2 separate regions of the Gossypium hirsutum genome follow, and region 1 is linked to region 2. A link is a contact called in public Hi-C data. All regions are on one chromosome and are shown on one strand. The core of a region is the stretch at or near the end of the contact, and the rest is flanking DNA. Distances in the headings are between cores, read along the strand shown. Region 1 holds the start of LOC107901871. Region 2 holds the start of LOC107901877 (F-box protein At5g46170).

Region 1 (4,587 bases), core at 252-2,751, 270 kb before region 2:
TCCTCTTTCCCATGGTCGACATGAAGTTCTTGATGATCCAAGAGCAGACCCACCAGCAGTAGAATAGAGTGAAATCCATTGGGCTTGGGATCCGACACAAGATTTAGAAGCTGCTTTGGAATTTTGGCCATGACCAGACCAATCAACACTGCCGACATTTGTTGGAACAGCAGGGGAGGATGCACCAGCAGAACTGATAAGGAGAAGTAGCATAAATATATATATTTTTTGAACTCCTAATGGAACATCATATATATAACTGTTTCATATAAAATGAATGGAACAGGCATATCCATACCTCCTCATACTGTATATTAACAAATCCCTCGTATAAGTCAGTTTCTTTAACAGGAAACGACTATCCTGATAGTTAATGGCATATTCCTAGTGGACGTTGAGCCAGTTTCCATCCTCTATTGGCCCCACCCTTAAAGGTAAGTAGCCACATAACAAGGTAATTAAGGACTTAGCACGTAGCAAAACAAGCATAGAAATGATAAACGGTATCATTTCTAGATCATCAAGGCTTTTCTACTCTGCTCTTCCTTTACATAACTTGAAACTAGAGCAACAATTTTTGCAACAGTAAAAATACCCTCATTTATCTCAGGTCCTTAATAGCTATTTCAAAATTACAGCTTCAAAATACATTTAGTTGAGCTTGAGAGAAAAATTGAAAAACAAGATAGAAGGGATGAAATTGAGCACAAAAATTATAAATAACCCAGTGAACCGTCAAAACCAAAAACTGACTTTAATCAGTTCTTTTCAATTTTCTTTTTCCATTTTCATGTTCGAGAGAAAATGCGCCTAAGCTCAAAATTAGGATATCTTTAGCCGAACCCATCCTCTCATTACTTGTTCCTCACTTTCTCGGCAACCAAAAACGTTGCTTTAACTAAATCTCAATAATTTTCCACTCTCCAGAACAATTAATTCCTCAGTCTTCTTCTCGCGTCGCTTTTCCCGGCAGCCAAACACACCCAATAGAAACCTAACCTTAGCCCTAAAAATCACACAGAAAAACAGAAAACAAACCCCTACTTTCACCTGAAAAATGAAGGATTGCGAAAGAAAACCCTAATTTGAGAATTGAGATGACAATGGGGGAGGGAGAAAGAGAGGTGAGAATTGGTACCTCGCAGCAGGTGTGGGATCTATGGTGCCACCAGAGCTAATAACCTCTTCTCTCATTGCAGACCCTTCCCTCCTCTTCCTTTTGGCCTAAGAAAAAGTATATGTTACAGCAATAATTTGATTTCGAAAGCAGAGACCAAGTGAGTCGAACTCGAAACCCGAATAATTGACATTGTCAGCTGCCTTTTATATCGTGTATATAGTTGCCAGACGCGCGTAACGCGAGCGTATGGGCTTCAATCCCTAACCTCGCTTTTACTTGTTTAGGCCTTCATTTTATTTTATAAGCAAAAATTAGGAGGATATCAACGACACTTCAATCTTCTTCAAAGGCTTACACGTTTTTATGCTACGATCAGATTTTGGGTCAAAACTCTGTAAAAATAGTTGTCATGTGATAAATATAGAAAGATAATTGGGAAAAAGAATTAAAGAAAGAAATAAAGTGAAACAACAGATTTTCCTTTGCTTTTCTTTTCCCCATTTTATTTATTCACAAATTCAATTGATAGGAACATCACATTTAAGGCATATTATACAGAAGCAAATATATAGCTGGTATGCGTATATAAAGTGCCTTCTTTTACACAAGCTGAAGTTTCTAGCAACGTCTATCGAAGAACAAGATAAATATTTGTTTTTTTTAGTAGCCGCCGGTGACTGACAATTCGCCCAACAGAAATCAACGGATAGCGCATTGCGACTGGGAATGCCCGTCATTGGGTGGAGAAGACCCAGCAGCACACCCTGCAATAACTGAAGGACTCAAATAAAAACCCAAAACCAAGGAGAGTCCAAAATTTTAAAAAATTAAGCATACTCATGTTCAAACACATACAATATCAACAACACTCTTGCTCGAGTCCAAGTAACATATTATCTCAAACCTTAATTCAAAGTAAATTTGTATAGATAAAGATAAAATCCAATACCCAGGCATGCAATATGATGGAAGGTAGATTTAATACAACTTATTTTGATTGTTGCATCATTCCAACAGAAATTAAATTTTCTCAACTGCTAATTGCTGACATACTCCAAGCCATCCACGTTAAATTCATAATGTACACACTTGAAATAATTTTGCAAAAGATTCAAGCCTGAAGCTATCAGAGGGCAACCTATATTTCCCCTAAAGAAGGGATAAGATTCCACTTAGCTCATGGGATTAACATCTCTATGTCTTAGTCCAGCAAAAATACGTTGAATCTAGATTCTCCTTCCAATAAATAAATAAATAAAAATCATAGGAGGATACGTGATTGACAATTCAGAAGAGATGCACGCACTGCTAGATGGAACGATATACTAACCATCCTTTTCTTCCACTTTTCCTCTGTCTGTAGTTGTCCAAACAATATCTTTTAGCCCAGTAGAGAGATTATTATAGAACTGTAAATTTAGGAAACAGTGTTATTTCAAGGTAATATCAAACCAAAGAGGAAAATATATGTACCACTACCAGGTGTACTTAGAATCGGGAAACATCAAATTGACATGCTTTGCATGGCTTTACATGACCATGGTTATCAGCAAATTATTAAACAAAAGTGCCCACCGCATTAATGATACAGCACTGACATTAGGGTAATACCTTGTGAAATTCCAGGGTATCCCCTTCAGACTTTCGAAGTTCAACCATGAAAAGGGAAGGAGCCACCTGAAAAATCTGAAAAAGAAAAGAGGCAGTGTCAGGGGACATGTTATAGATAGGATCATTAATAATCATGTTCAATCAATTTCAGACAAGGTGAAACTGAAATTATGCAAAAAAAATTATGACTGAAACAGAGGTACCTCTGTTGTAACAGCCAAATGACCCTTGCGTCCAGTTTTTTCTCCTAGAAGCTTCATCTGAGATGGGTAAAAAAACAGGGAAATTAAACTGATTTTCTAGTCAAAGTTCTAAACTGACTACACATCATCTCAATTTAGATACATCCGAGTCTCTCTATGCAACACTCCAGTTCTATTCGAAAGAGCTTGATACCAAGACAATTACCAAATGGAGTTGGTGACAAACACAAACAAAAATGGAATCATGTTTAATATGTGTCCATCAGAAATAGCATCAGTGCTTCACTGAGCAGGTGTAGAGTTGTTAATAAATGATCAAATACCATGATTAGCAAGCATGAATATTAACTGCAAATTGATCCATCTAATTTCTTGAGACGATAAACAGCAGTCAAAATGAAGAGGCTGGGAAGAGATAAACCTTGTAGTTATTTTTCTTCACACCAAAACCCATGGGCATTGCAGTTTTTTCTATTTTTGAGATTATCTCATTAGCAGGACATTTTGATGTGAATCTTGTTTCCCGTTTAATAAGTCCCTGTAATTAGAGGAAATTACAACCACTTTAACTTTCAAGGTTATGTATTTTGTAAGTTGACGCGTAATCCAAGACTTCCACAAAATGAAACATATTCTATTAGATTTGACGGTCTAAACTTTTTGTATGATCGTATCAGTGAATATCAACCATGCTGCATCAAGAACTAAAATTTCATTTTAAGCAAAATAGGACCAGTAAACAATGGGATATAACAGGTGAATTATCAATGACATGCCTCAAGACAGTTAAAACACTTTATGCACAACTTCAGAGTTCAAGAAAATTCTAGTTCATGTCTACCACCAAAGGGGCTTTCACTTCACTGGATGAATCAAAATGTGAGATTATCCAGGCTGTTTCCCTCTTGTGCTTAATATATCACATAGAAAGTCACGTATAACTAGCTAACATACCATTTGCTTCTCAAACAGACTACTGAGGTTGAGACCCTGCGATGTTGAGATAAGTTCAAATGCATTCATAGTAGCAGGTACGACAGACCCTTCTTCACACTGTTCAACAAGGTTCCGAGAATCCTGCAACAAAAATCATGCATCCAGACTCATTTCATTGCAGCAATGCCACAAAACCACATTCAATATGTGAAAAACACAACTCTTACCCTTGATTCGTTGAAAATGGCATCCACATCATCAAGACTAGCATCAGCACGCTCAAACCTAGGTGGGATATATCCTTTCTTAAACCACTCATTCTCAATAATCTCAGCAACTGTTATCCTCTGGTTCAATCACAAATAATGAGTGAAAATCATATCCAAGAAAAAACTGGTAAATATAATATTTGGCCCCTAAACTCTGAGATTGTACCACATCATATTGAAATTTTAAAAACTATATATAAAATCTAAAACTTAAAAAAAATATGATGACATTGCACAACCTCAGAGTGCCACATTATCATCATACTTTTACGAAATCCAAGCTCAGGGATCAAAATAGGAAAAGCTGTGAAGTTTACCAAAGTGGAAAAAAAAGTGCAGGTACCAAACTGGACCTAGTTGCTAAGTTCAAAGGCCAAAAAATTGCATTGACCCAAAAAAATTAAAGAGAACGTCAAGGCCCGCAACCTTTGGGGGAAATTGAATTAAA
Region 2 (4,523 bases), core at 1,298-3,797:
CAATATACAAGACTCAAAAATCCAGTTTGACTAATACCACACCAAGATCCCTTTCACCACCTAAGTTTTTCAAAGTGGCACATATCGATTTATCATCACCTGGATTTGTATCACAACTAATGTAATGGAATAACAGCCGCAGCAACATCCACGTTCCAACCTCTACCAGGCGTCTGCAGCATCTGCTTAAACTGAATTTGCCAAGATTGTGACCATAAAGTATCCATTAACTTTGAAAAAATTACAATAAGTTTATCCAACGAAAGCTAAAAGCTAAGTTGCAAACTACATTTCTTTATGAACTTCATAAGCATATAACATAAAGCATCACATCTTCATACCTACAATATACACATAAAAGAGGGATCAGAGTTAAAAAGGCTACAAATTCAAAGCTCTTACAACATCAATCTGATCACAGGTGTGCTCTCGTACAAGCATATGCCGGAAATAAAAACAAGCAGCAAGTGCATTAGGCTATCAGTTGAAGCACAAAAGCCGAAACGCTTGCAGTGCATTATCAACATTCATGGATTGCTTTCACAGGTGGTCCCAAGCAAGGTTTTGCTTCCATGGGACACAGCACCGAGATTAAGCTGCAACATGTAACAAAATTGTTGTTTGGTCATCAGCTTTCAAAAAGCATGCTATCTTCTTCCCCTTGACCATTGTGCTTGACTGCTCTCCCTGATCAATGCAAAATGAACTTTGAATTCAGAATAGATGAATAGATAAACCATATGAATGCAGATCCAAAACTCAAAAAAGGAATGAAGATGCTAAGGTATGCTAGTTAGATTTCAGGCAGCGCATGCATTCCGAGATGCTTCCTAGCATAATCATGTTTGCTCTCCCCTCTAATTCACAATGAATTATACAAATCAAAACGATCATAATAGAACCAGAAGACATCAAGATTCAACAGCATATTTATATTTTAAAACCATATATCTAAAGGACTAATGGTGAACATAAAGTCATGTAACAAATTAATCAGCATAGACAAGTATTTCAAGCATATGAGAGTTTTACCGTTGCAGGGTATCAAAAGGAGTTCATCTCCAAACAATACGTCCTTCTCTTAATCAGCATCTTCGCAGCAGTCCCATAAGGCTCTTCGAAAGCAGTTGATAACCAAGAAGCATCGGAGACCTCTTTTCTAGAAGCAGATTGCTCACTGGGCCTAATTGCAACTAAAGTAGCACCTTTTAATACAACCCCGTTTGGCAATTCCAAATGAGGGGCATACCAAAGCCTCATATTCAATGCCGGCACCTGCGTCCTTTTGGAAGCTGAAGAAGCCGATAATGGCTTGACTCTCAACTCCTCAAGCTGATCCCTGTTCATACGAAGCACCCCTTGTCCATCCGCATCGGTTAAAACCAAGGTATCCAGCGTCCTATGCTCAGCAATTATCGGTTGAAGTAAGTAATGCCTTGCTGATGCTGCGATTAACGAACTAATCGTCCAAACAACCCTTAATTTCAAGCCTCCATTGGTATAAAACGACTCTGGAATACTCCCATTATCATCACCGTTGCCGGTAATGCTATTGTTGCTGCAAAACCCATCGTTGCCATACTCCGATACTTGCGAATGCACGTCATTAATAACGGAGGCAGCTCCAAGGATGATGCAGTTATCAAGGGTTGATCCGAAATCTGCTCTCCATTTCAACAGAACTCCATCGTCAATTCCTAACTCGCCGCTGGGTAATTCGATTCGGAGGAAACGAATCTCGCTGAAATTTCTAAGCACTTGAGTAGGGGAATGGTGGGTGACACCAGCTTGGCCCATTTCGGCATCATCATCATCAGCGCCGCGACCGACGGATGAGGAAGAGGAAGGGGCGTTAACCGTTTCATTGAGAAGGGAGCGTTTAGGGCCGAGGAATTGACCCAAAGCTTGAAGGGGTTTAACAATGCCTCCGAAGACGAGACGCAAGAAGTTGGAGAAGGGACCGGCGGGACGTGACTTGTCGGAGGATGAGGAAGAGGGGGAAGAATCGTCGTCGGAGATGACACAATCGACACGAACGAGAACGTTATCAACTTGAGGGACGAGGGAATGGAAACGACGGGAGACAAGGCAGCATCGGCCGAGAGCTTTAACGTCGCCGATCTTGTTGAAGATTAAAAGAAGGAGAGAGTCGGGAAGACGGTCGAAGTGATCGAGTGGCAGGGAGTGGAATCTGTGGATGGGATCTGAACGAACCGGACACATTTTTCGTTTCTCTAAATGGGATTATCTGGTTGGGAGAAGAAAAGGGGTTAGATCTGGGGATGGGCTGAGGGTAAACCTATCGTTTTTAAGGGAAGGGAAGGGAGATAGGGCGGAGTAGGATGGAAATGGAAGGATGAGATACTTCCAAGGTTTTTGTCTTTTTCACAGAGAGAGAGAGAGAGGGTTCGCGTTACAGAAAGAGAAGAAAGGTGTGAACGGGACCGGAAAAAAGAATACTCACAACGTTAACTTTATCCATTTTAGCCTCCATACCATCGTTGTTTCGATTGCGCGGAAGCAATTGAAACCAATAACACTAATTCATCATCAAATTTTTATTAATTTTTTTATCAAATAAATAATAAAGACAACAAAAGAAATCAATAGGATGTTGTAAAACTTCCCCAAAATCTATATTATAAACATAAAAAGTATAGAAGATATAAAATTTTATTTCTAATGGACATTAGAGTCCTAAAATTTCATAATATTCCCTCTTGAATGTTTATTGGTAGATAATATATCTCGATAAAATTTTATTAAGATAAAAACCTTGTGGAAAAAAATTCTTAGCGAAGGGAAAAAGAATAATGTTATGAGTGAGGAAAAACTTTGAAAAAATATATTTTGATCTTTTTAGGAGTTTTAACAATAATAAGCAAACTTTGATCATGGTCCTTTTATAAAAATGCATATGGGTATTTTTGATCATTTTATAATCTTCCTTCAACTATTATCCATTGAGTTGAATTTACCATATATGTTCAAATCATTTCAATTTATATAAATATTTATGCAAACATATTGAACAATTTTTCGAATTTTTTTATATGCTTTTAACATTCTAAATCTTCCCAAGATTTTAATATAATTTTTACTATATGGTGGTTGTAACACCCCTAACCCATATCTGTAGCCGAAATAGGGTTACGGAGCATTACTGTACAATCCTAACATAAAACATTCATTTCCAAACATTAGATAAATCATATCATAATTCAATCAAATACATGCATATCGTCCTTTATTCGAGCCCTTGAGGCCTTAGATTCACTTTAGAAATGATTCGGGACTAAATCGAAAACAATTAGAGGGTTTAGAAAAAAGCCAAAAAATTTGAACTATAGGGGTTACACGGCCGTGTGGCCAAGCCATGTGACTCACACGGCTGAGACACACACCCATGTCTCAGGCCGAGTAATAGTCGAAATAGGGACACACGGCCGTATTCCAACCCGTGTTTGTGCTCGTGTAACTCTCTGACTTGGGTCACACGGCCAAGCTACACGCCCGTGTGTCAGGCCGTGTATCTCTCAGAATATCCTCACACGCTCATATGTTAGGTCGTGTACTAGGCCGTGTAACTTTCAAAAAGCAACCATTAACAACCTACAGGGGACACACGATCGTGTCACCTAGTCGTGTGTCATACACGACTGAGACACATGCCCGTGTCTTAGGCCGTGTGGACAAGAAATAGGCCAAAATCAAGCCTTTTCTTTCACCCAATTTCAACAAGTACCTACAAGCCAAGTGAATTTATGATCAAGGCATCAAAACATGCCAAAATATGCATAATAAGACCATTTCAATATACCATAAGTCCATTTAACCAATATGTCATTTAGGCACCTCAAACACAACCAAACATTCATATTTATGTTTGCATCAAAATGATCATGTCTCATCCAAACAACCTTAACTAAATTCCATATCAACACATAACCTAATTGACCACATTTCAACCATGCCAACACATACCACTTTGGCCATTTAAACCATGAATCAATTTGAAAATAAAAACACCAACCATATTACCATATTTACAAGCCAAACATAACAACTAGTTCATCAAACACAAGTTCACCTATACATGTCATTATAACCTTGATCAAGACATCAAAAACTACCGATATAATCATTGGATAGTGTGATAAATCCTTGATGAGTTTCCAACCCAATTGAGCTTTCGATAATCTGAAACGTAAGAGAAAGATAACCACATAAGTAATGAATGCTTAGTAAGTTCGCAAATATTTGAAACATAACTTATTATTTCAATATTATAATACATAGATTAACACCAATACTTTAAACTTGGTATAAACCTATTGAACACCATTCAACTCACATTTAAGTATATTTATAAACATCACATACACCTTTCATTCATAACATAATAAAGTCTCATAGGTAGACTTACATATTTATCAACCTTCCCTTAAAACGATGAACCATTTCATTTAACATTCTTACCATTCCATTTTCTTAGCAGAGGCTTAATTACTTTATTAACTCAC

What was found. Hi-C and Micro-C count contacts between places; a contact is called where the count stands out from the background.
Region 1: a contact with region 2 is called in a Hi-C map of leaf, with 1.9 times the contacts expected there. The contact joins the promoter of LOC107901871 here to the promoter of LOC107901877 in region 2. A contact is called at or near these places in 2 of 34 Hi-C or Micro-C datasets (anther and leaf).

The regions. Positions count from the first base shown.
Region 1 is chrD06:52,698,611-52,703,197 of Gossypium_hirsutum_v2.1, reverse strand. LOC107901871 reads right to left here and starts at 1,501. Exons shown (of 9, transcript XR_005914603.1): 1 at 1,139-1,501; 2 at 1-193. It overlaps LOC107901872 (CBL-interacting serine/threonine-protein kinase 23), which reads right to left. Exons shown (of 14, transcript XM_041095499.1): 9 at 4,098-4,217; 10 at 3,889-4,011; 11 at 2,935-2,991; 12 at 2,732-2,806; 13 at 2,451-2,529; 14 at 1,584-1,884. The coding sequence ends at 1,820.
Region 2 is chrD06:52,434,532-52,439,054 of Gossypium_hirsutum_v2.1, reverse strand. It overlaps LOC107901877 (F-box protein At5g46170), which reads right to left and starts at 2,547. Exons shown (of 2, transcript XM_041095486.1): 1 at 1,033-2,547; 2 at 1-687. The coding sequence starts at 2,223. The coding sequence ends at 1,045.